2 separate regions of the Hordeum vulgare genome follow, and region 2 is linked to region 1. Evidence: chromatin contacts called from public Hi-C data. All regions are on one chromosome and are shown on one strand. The core of a region is the stretch at or near the end of the contact, and the rest is flanking DNA. Distances in the headings are between cores, read along the strand shown. Region 1 holds the start of LOC123424890 (DEAD-box ATP-dependent RNA helicase 10). Region 2 holds the start of LOC123424893.

Region 1 (4,800 bases), core at 1,011-3,510:
TTCAAATGGTCCAAAAGACGGCCAGGAGTTCCAACCTGCATTTCGGAGGAAATGATAAATAAAACAAGCTAAGTCCTGATAAAGACAGTTTTCAAATGTCCCGGAAGAGAACAAAAGCTCTCTTTTTTTGCTACTTGTGACTGGTGTATGCAATGGAAGATCCTGGCCTTAGCTTGTATACCCAAGTCCCGTGTCTACTAGACTCTAGAAGCTACTTATATATGCTAAACTCAGTGAAATGGAGCATCTTGGGTCTTATAAGGATACGCTTGTCATCACAATGGCTTTCAAAATTAAAAGCGCTTATATTACTCCCTCTATTTCCATATAGATATCCGTTAAAATACTTTTTCTAAAAACTTGGTAAAACTTTGACTTACGACAAAATCTATAATTCTATATGCACTTTAACTTGGAATGGAGTATATTAACTTCAGGTACATTATCTATCAATAAACCCTCAAGAGCTTTCACAAATAGAGTTACTAGAAATGGTACCATAAGTTATAAAGGGGAGTTAAAAGGCTCGATAAGCTGTCTAATTGAAGAAGCTTCAGGTTAGCCAAAAGGGCATTTCTTAAGGCCAAGAATTAGTATATGATAATGCTGATGCCAGAGCTTTTTTCCACTTTGGGATTTGAAGGAGTTGATGGTTGTGTGTGGATTTTAATCTACATGACTCACTTGCAATTTCAAAGCACAGAGAATACAGAACCTATATTGTACTTATTAGGTTAGGATTGGGTAGAGGATACTCACCACAATATGTGGACGTTTTGCAATGGATAACACTTGCTGCATCCGGTCAACTCCTCCAACAAGCTGAAAAGGGGGAAATACCTTAAAACAGTAACTCAATAGTCTCCTATTGTTGACGAATACTTGATTTAAGTAGGTTGTACCATGGTCACCAAGAGACATCTTAATGCAATAGAAGATAGAAAATTTCATCTAAGTATACTGAGCAGAAGTAATCAGCGTGAAAGTGAAACACTGAAGCAGTCTTGCCGTTGTGGAGGAGAAAGGTCATCAACAAACACTAAAATTGTCCTTATGGGCTCGTAAAGCGACAAACTTATTCAATTTAGTTATGATCTTTAAAAAAATATAGTAATAACTATGTTCCCCTATGCTTTGGCTTCACCAAAGTTGAAATAGGCTACATATATTCAGAATTCAAAACAGCACCCTGACATTACTCCTCTTCATGTTATGCGCGCAATACGATCAAAGGCAGGTAGCCAACAATTCACAGCCAGCTATTACAACAATTAGTTAATCAGACCTAGGATGCGCGCAAAGACACAAAGCATATTGCAGTATGCGCATCCAATTGGTTGTAGCATATACTCCCTCCGTTCCAAAATATAAGACCTTTTAGAGATTTCACTAGGAGACTACATACGGAGCAAAATGAATGAATATATACTCTAAAATATCTCTATGTACATCCGTATGTAGTTCATAGTGCAATCTCTAAAAGGTCTTATATTTAGGAACGGAGGGAGTAATTAGTAGCAGAACTGGATAAACAGTCAATTGTATCAGCGCCACTTACCACTGAGCAAACCAAGCCGATCCCTGACCCTAGCGCCTCGAACTGCTCTGCAATCTGAATGGCTAGCTCCCTGAACCCCCACAGCCTCAGGGTAAGCTTCCACGCAAGCTATCGAAAAAGGAAATGTATCTCGGGAAGGAGAGGCAAAGGAAAGTAACCTCGTTGGCGACATGACGCAGGCGAAGAAGGGCTGGCGGTGCTCGAGCAGCGCCTGGATGATGGGCAGCGCGAAAGCGCCCGTCTTCCCGGACCCCGTCTGCCCCAGCCCAATCACGTCCCTCCCTGCGCCCAAAAATCCGAACCCAGAATCAACGACCCGCGACCACCACAGCTGCACGCATAAACGGCCGGCGGCGCCGCCGGTAGTACCTTGGAGGGCGTGGGGGATGGCCCCCGCCTGGATCTTGGTGGGCTGCTTCCACCCCATGGCGTCGCAGGCCTCCACCAGCTCGCGGCAGATGCCCAGCTCCGCGAACGTCGACGCCTCGGCCGCCGGCTCCGGCTCCCGCTGCTGCGCCTCGCCGCCCCCGGCGGCCGCCTTGTCCACCACCGCCATGGCTACGGGGGGAGAGGAGAGGAGAGGAGAAGACTGGAGTCTTCTGTGCGCGCGTGGGTGAATGCGGCGGCGGCGTGGGGTTGGTCTGCTAGGCGTGGCGCTCGGCGGTTGCTGGTTATGTGACGGGAGACAGAACTTGGCGCACACGGCCGCGGGGTCGGCGCGGCGGCATAAACCCTAGCGGACGAAGCGGAGGGTGGGAAAATCTCGTGGGCCGGCATGCTCGGCCTGGCCGCTGGGAGCGGCCTCGGTCCGGGAATGGCCCACTTCATATACTCCTTTTGTTTTTATTTACTTGGCATATTACCTTTGTCTTGAAACCAACTCTTTAAACTTTGAATTAATTTATAAATAAATTATTAACATACACAATACCAAATCAATACCTTCAGATTCATTATTGAATACAGAATATCATATGTACTCCCTCCCTCCCAAAATAAATGTCTCGATTTTATACTACCTCTAGTACAAAATTATACTAAGCTTAAGACACTTATTTTGAGACAGAAGAAGTATTTGTTAGTGTGAAAAAATAGATTGTTTTCAATAAACTTAATCAAACTTTGTAATGTTCCAAGGAACACTATAGTTCTTACTAAAGTATCTGAACTCATAGATGCAAATAGCAGAGCGTGGGACGAGGAGCTCATCAATGATCTGTTCTGGCCGGTAGATGGACAACGCATTATGAATATCCCACTCGCTTTGGGAATGATGTTTGATTTTGTTTCTTGGCACCCAGACAAGCATGGGATCTTTTCTGTTAGATCGGCTTACCATGAAGAGTGGGAATTCCAACATGGGTGAAAGTTGAGGAGAACAAACACAAACCAATCCTCAGGTAATAGTCCAATTTGTAGAACCATATGGAAACTGCGGATCCCTGCAAAGATTAAATCCATCTATGGAAATCTCTGTTGGGAGCAATACCCTGCTATGGTGTATTGGCCAATCGTCATATCATGGCTAGCTCCCAATGCCCGTTGTGTACAACAGATTGTGAGAGCATTAAACACGCCTTCTTCCAATGCCCGAGAGTGCAAGATATCTGGAGAATCTTGGGGCTTTACAGCCTTGTGCAACAGACCTGTACAATGGAGCGAGATGGGAGTGCCATCCTCTCGGAACTGCTCTTATCTAAGAGCAAAATTAGCTCACACCTATCGGATGTCGGTCGTGGTGAACTAATTGCAACTACCGTCTGGTATGTATGGTGGGAAAGGAGGAACTTCACCCATGGCGAGGAAATTTTTGAGGCTCCCAGATCAGCGCATGCAATATCAGCTCTTGCGAAGAACTTTGCTAGGGCTAGGGAGAAGAAGAAGGGGTAGTTCGGCACGGATGGCAGCGGCCACCTGAGGGTCTTTATAAGCTTAATGTCGACGCTGGGTTTTCTAGCGATTCGGGGACGGGAAGCACAGGGGCTGTGTTGCGGAACGACAGAGGTACTTTCATCGCCGCCTCATGCAGTGGGATTCCGTTTGCCGAAGACACCAGCTCGGCCGAAGCAAGAGCACTCAGAGATGGACTTATTCTGGCTAGTGAGGTGGGAGTGCAGAAACTTGTAGTTGAGTCCGACTGCACGGAGGTGATAGACACCATGATACAAGATGGCAATTCCCTCGGACCGGCGGCTGCTGTTTACGAAGAATGCTCTTTCTTTGCCAAGAATTTTAGTTCTATCCACTTTGTTTTCTGTCCTAGGAAGCAAACACGGTTGCTCATACCTTAGCTAGATTTGCCGAACCCACTAGAACTAGAAAGTGGATGGAGGAGCCCCCTGGCTTCCTCATTTATACCCTACCTGATGATGTAACCATATTATCACATGCAATATAAGGGCCAATCTGTCCTTCCTCGTTCAATAAAAAAACTTTGTAATGTTCCCATACGAAGTAAATAAAAACTGAGAAGATATTACACGTAGGTGCTCCTATTTGTCGGGAGCAAGCAATTGGAGGGTACAATCAAAGAGAAACTCATAGATCACTTTTGGTGCACATTGGTGCTCCCTACGGATTTTGCTCTTTTTTTTCTCTTCACGTGTTTACAGATTTCGTTTGCTTGTTTCTAGTTTCGATTTTTGCTTGGTTTTCCTTTGGTTTTGTTGAAAGAAATAGAAACAATGCTTTTTTTCGCGAGAAGTATAATATATGCTTCTGCTAGAAGCATAAATGTGGTTCTACGAGATTTATGATGTGTGTTTTCATGAGAAACACAAATGTGCTTACCAAAAAGGGAAAGGCACATATGTGCCTGCCCAAAAAGGGAAAAAAGCATAGCTCTATGTTTTCAAAAAAAGAAGAAAATGCAAGTTTGTCAAAACATATTAACATTGCACCTAGTTACAAATATCTTGACGTGAGAAATTCAATTACGAAAATGATTTGTGATTTGGAGTAAGAGATAAAATGTTTGGAAAAAAATAAGTCCGTGAACAAAAAAGAGAAAACTTCCAGGTAGCGACGCACACGCAATGTGTCAGTTGTCATTACCAAAGACGATGGAAGTGCCCTCTGCAAGGAGAAAGTACCCTTTTGAGCTCGAGCTCAAATGCACTTGCATGAACATTAAAATAAAATAAAAACGTTTTAAAAAATTCTGAACATTTTTTGTGATAAACTTTGACAAATGTTCTAAGTGCTCGCAAATTTTCATCATAAGATGTGTAAGGCGTGGCAAA
Region 2 (4,800 bases), core at 755-3,254, 130 kb after region 1:
CGCTTGGCCGAAAATGAAGACAACTATGGTATGTATGTACATATGGCGATGAACATTACCGGGGACCTATTACAACTGAAAGCATATTTATACTATTAAGACAATGTACGTACGTTGCAACAGAATATAAAATATTTAGTACGTTACCTCGTAATTTACCTGCCCATATTAGTATGATTGTGTAAATAAATGCTTATTATATCCTTTATGTGATTATGTAAATAAATGTTTATTAGATCATGTTTATGAATGTGTAAATAAATGTTTGATAAACAATTTAGGTGAAATTGATGCACAAAATAAATAAATTAAGGTGATTACCTACCATACGGGCGAGGTGCGAAAAAAAGGTGCGATAGGACTAAAAAACCGTTGAAAGGAAAAACTTGGTAAAGGGACATGATGGGCAGGAAATAACCGTGTTCTGCTGGCAGAAAAAAGGAACACTTTTTAAAATAGTTCTTCGTGCAGATCCAACAAATCTCGACCATCAAATTATGTGAATCCAATGGCCTAGATTGATTCAATGATGAGTGTTTAACATGTTTAACACACATTAATATCACATCAAATATTAATACAAATGCTATTGACAAAACTACTGCATAAATAATATCTTACCTAATATTTCTACGAAATTAATATACTACTACCTAATATCAATGTGCATTGCACGTACGCAATTACTAGTACAGATTAAGAGGAAATTGGTAGGTTCGTCTCACCACCCCCTCATTTTCCTCCCCATGCCTTCCACTTGGTTTTCTGTTCTTTTTTCTTGATAAAATCTGAATCGATGTCGTAGAATTTTTTTTAGCATAAGTGGAGTATTTGGCATAATCTAAACCAAATTGATACTTTCTCAAAATCACGTTCCGCATTAACTCAATCAAATCAAATCAAATCTTACTAAAAACTTAACTGGATCAAAAACTTGTATCGCCTTGCCTTACCATGCCCAAAATCAAATCAAATCTTATCAAAACTCAACTAAATCAAAATGTACTTTCCTTCTCATACCCATACTCAAACCAAACTAAATCTTACTAAGATAGAATATGATGGGTGATACCTTTAGAATAGGTATGCCTCCACTCCAACACACGGGCAATTAACTAGCTAGTTTAGATTTGACATTATGGTGGATTATCATAACCTATAGAAAAAACGTATTTTATTTATTTATTTATGTGCATGACTATAATGTTTTCTTATCAAAATATTCCCACCAAAATAAGTGGTGTGATTTTATTTCAAAATATAAAATAACATAAAATTAAGCATGATTTTTCCCGACTAAGTCTTTCAAAAACGATTTGTCCAGTCAAAACCTTATGAAATCTTTGTAATTTTATCTCCATATAAGAGTGGCTCACTTTTGGCGTTGACTCGTCAAGCCTATCTCAACCTTCCTCCTTTATTCGAATTTGGGACTGACTGTGTTGAGACAACATAGACGAAGTTCCATCTACTTCTTCATATCGTTATAATATATTGTAACTATAATTTGAGCATGCTTTGTCCGGATTAAGTCATCCAAGAGACCAAAACTGCCCCAGTCAAAACATCGTGAACTAAAATGAACAGAGAGCCGTGTGCCACTTCTCCTACTTGCACTGTCAACTGAATATGGATCACACAAAATAGAGAAAAGGGAGAAGTTAGGGTAGAGAAAATGACAGGCTCTCGTTGAAGCCGAGCACAACAAACGTTCAAGAACCTTCCTCACAGTTGCAAAAACCACCGGTAATAACTGCCACACCCGGGACACATACTAGCCAGCCAGCTAGCCACTCGGTCTAATCACAAAATACAGCAAGTAGCAACCACAAAAACTAATAACCTGCCAGAGAGACATAATTAAAATGCTTTCAAAAATGTTCTTTTTTTGCTACCACCTGCTGGTTCCAACTGGAAACGCCCTCCGTTTCTCAATTAGTTGCTGGTTTTAGTAGAGAAATCAGCTGCCAAATTGGCCGTGCGTGCCATTTTTGCTCACGATATTTAGCTGGTGAATCAGTAGCTGAGTTATTTTTGACACACTCAGCATCAAGAAGAAGAAGGAGAAGGGGAAGAACCAAACTAAAAGCAATGACGAAACTTCCACCGGGAGAAGAAAAGAAAATATATATAGGCCACCACTAACTAAACCCCACCTCCATCCACCTTCCGGCGAAACCAATTCCATCCTCGCTTTCGCAAGACTCTTCCTTTCTCCCCTTTCCTTTCCCAACCCATCGTCGCCCCGGCCCGAGGTAACCGCCATAGCCACCAAGAATCAAGAACCTTGCCTGCCGCGCGTCGTCCCTGAGGTCCAGGAGGGGATGGAGGGCGGCTGCGGCGTGGCCGGCGGGACGGAGGGCGGCTGCGGCAAGAAGCAGCAACAGCAGGCGCGGCCGCAGTTCGGGCGGTCGCTGACGTACCACCACCACCAGGGGCACCGGCTGCTGCCCAGGTGGCGGCGGCCGCAGCTGGCGGACGAGCCCCGGGCGCGGCCGCAGGCGGTGGTGCTCTACACGACGTCGCTGCGCGGGGTGCGGCGCACCTTCGCGGACTGCTCGGCCGCGCGGGCCATCCTGCGCGGCTCCCGCGTCGCCGTCGACGAGCGGGACGTGTCCATGGACGCCGCGCTGCGCCGCGAGCTGCAGGCGCTGCTCGCGGCCCGGGGCCGCGCCTTCTCGCTCCCGCAGCTCTTCATCGGGGGCCGGCTCGTGGGCGGCGCCGACGAGGTCCGGCAGCTGCACGAGTCCGGCCAGCTCCGGCGCCTCCTCGAGGGCGCCGCGGGCCAGGACCCGGCCTTCGTCTGCGACGCCTGCGGCGGGGTCCGCTTCGTCCCCTGCCCCGCCTGCGCCGGCAGCCGCAAGGTGTTCGACGAGGAGGAGGACCGCGCCCTCCGCTGCGCCGACTGCAACGAGAACGGGTTGGTGCGCTGCGCTAACTGCTCCTCCTGATCCATCCATGCCGCTAATTGAATTGAAGGATTAGAGTCGGTAGGTTCGTCGTCAGATCAGAGAGAGGCGCATTTTCGGTTCCTTGGGGTTCTTGATTTATGATTTATTATGTGTCCTAGCTAAATCGATCGATCAATCCGATCGTTTGGGGATCGGATTCTTAGCTGCTCATGGATGGAAGAGAACGAATTGTTCTTGGCTCCTTTGCCGCGGAATCGCCGTCCGGTGGTGGCGATTGATGATGATGAATAAGAGCCGGTGCTTGTATATGTGTGTAAAATTTGGCGCTGATATTAGCTTGGGTGATTAATGTATGACGAAGAACTGATGTAAATACTTGAGCTTGGGAGTGATCAATTCTTGCCTAGTTCCCTGTTTATCCATGGTTTTGGTCAAATCTCTTCATGGATGTAACTACAGTAGCAATACAGTTCGATACCTCATCAAGAACTGGCCCAACTGTACTGGCATGAAGTCTTTAAGGCCGAAATCAGCTGTGATCAACTGTACTATTCAGAAGCTGTACTCATGCTGTTCTATAGCTGTTTTATAAATTAGAGCCACGTCTTCTGTTCTTTAATTATGTAAGGTCAGTTAGGTAGGTATTTAACAAGTCTTGAGAGCCTTGGGTGATTAATTCTTGCCTGGTTCTTTATCTGATCTCTTAATCTTTACTTGCTTTGATGATACATCTTATACACGGTTTGATTTCTTCATGCACAGATGGCATGGCATGGATGTACAGTTATAAATCTCGAAACGATGTGGTCGATCGTCATCCGGAAATGATCATGAGCTGACTATACTTAACTTAATAGTCCTTAATTGTGTTGCACTCTAGTTGTTCTCTAAAATTATAGTCGCCTCCTCTTTTCTTTAAGATTCGCTGAAGTAATGTAACCATGGTAATGAAATAATCCACAAGAACTTTTGATCAAATAATCCACAATAACCATCGAGAGAAAAGAAGAAAAGAACTTCTGATTGGTGTAGCTAGAAGTCCATTGTATGTTGCATGATCTAGTAAAGCTTTCTGCCTTGTGTTTTTCTTCTCCATTGTAGTATTAGTGTAAGCCTGGTGACCAGTTCATCCAGAAGAGCTCCTGGTGGTTTCATGAGAGAAAACATGGTCTGATTGGTGAACTAGAAGTCCATTGTAATTTATATGATTTAGTTGTAAAGCTACTGGTAGCAACAACAAATTTTTTTTTGACAAATTCCGAAATTCCAGTGGAAGCAGCCCCATAATTGCCGCTAAGATTAATGTATAACTATGAAGTGATGTAAGTACTTGAGCTTGGGAGGCTGCACTGGTGCAAAACGCCGCACTCCTATTCAAGTTGGACATCCGAAATGCTTTCGATTCGGTCAAGTGGAGTTTATTCTTGAGCTTGTCCAAAAAAAAAAAGGGTTCTCGAGCAAGGTCCGGAATTGGAAGTGCACACTTCTCTGCACTTCTTCTTCCGGATTCTTTTGAATGGGGTGGCTGGACTCACAATCAAACATGGCGAGGGTCTTCACCAAGGCGACCCACTCTCGCCTCTCCTTTTTGTGCTTGCAATCGACCCACTGCAACAGATCCTAGAACTCGCAACGCGGAAGGGCCTCTTTCACAAGATTCGTGGTAGGAGGGCCATGGTGAGAACATCCCTCTACGCCGACGATACGGCCGCGTTCATGGCTCCTATCAAGAGAGATATCGACAACCTGACGACAATTCTTGAAGGATTTGGGGAGGTGACTATTCTTTGCACAAACTTCCAAAAGATCTCACTTGTGCCCATCCATTACTCCCATGTCCGCCTGGGCCATGCTCGGTAGAGTTTGCCTCTGACTAAGACCTCCTGAT

Evidence for each region. A called contact is a pair of places that touch in the nucleus more often than the background predicts.
Region 2: a Hi-C map of leaf shows a contact between it and region 1, with 4 times the contacts expected there. The contact joins the promoter of LOC123424893 here to the promoter of LOC123424890 in region 1. A contact is called at or near these places in 4 of 6 Hi-C or Micro-C datasets (leaf and seedling) and 1 of 1 datasets of contacts at active chromatin or transcription factors (embryo).

Annotation. Positions count from the first base shown.
Region 1 is chr2H:55,248,024-55,252,823 of MorexV3_pseudomolecules_assembly, forward strand. LOC123424890 (DEAD-box ATP-dependent RNA helicase 10) reads right to left here and starts at 2,261. Exons shown (of 13, transcript XM_045108581.1): 1 at 1,928-2,261; 2 at 1,717-1,840; 3 at 1,559-1,628; 4 at 760-822; 5 at 1-35. The coding sequence starts at 2,114.
Region 2 is chr2H:55,378,787-55,383,586 of MorexV3_pseudomolecules_assembly, forward strand. It overlaps LOC123424893, which reads left to right and starts at 2,005. Exons shown (of 1, transcript XM_045108585.1): 1 at 2,005-3,531. The coding sequence starts at 2,325. The coding sequence ends at 2,951.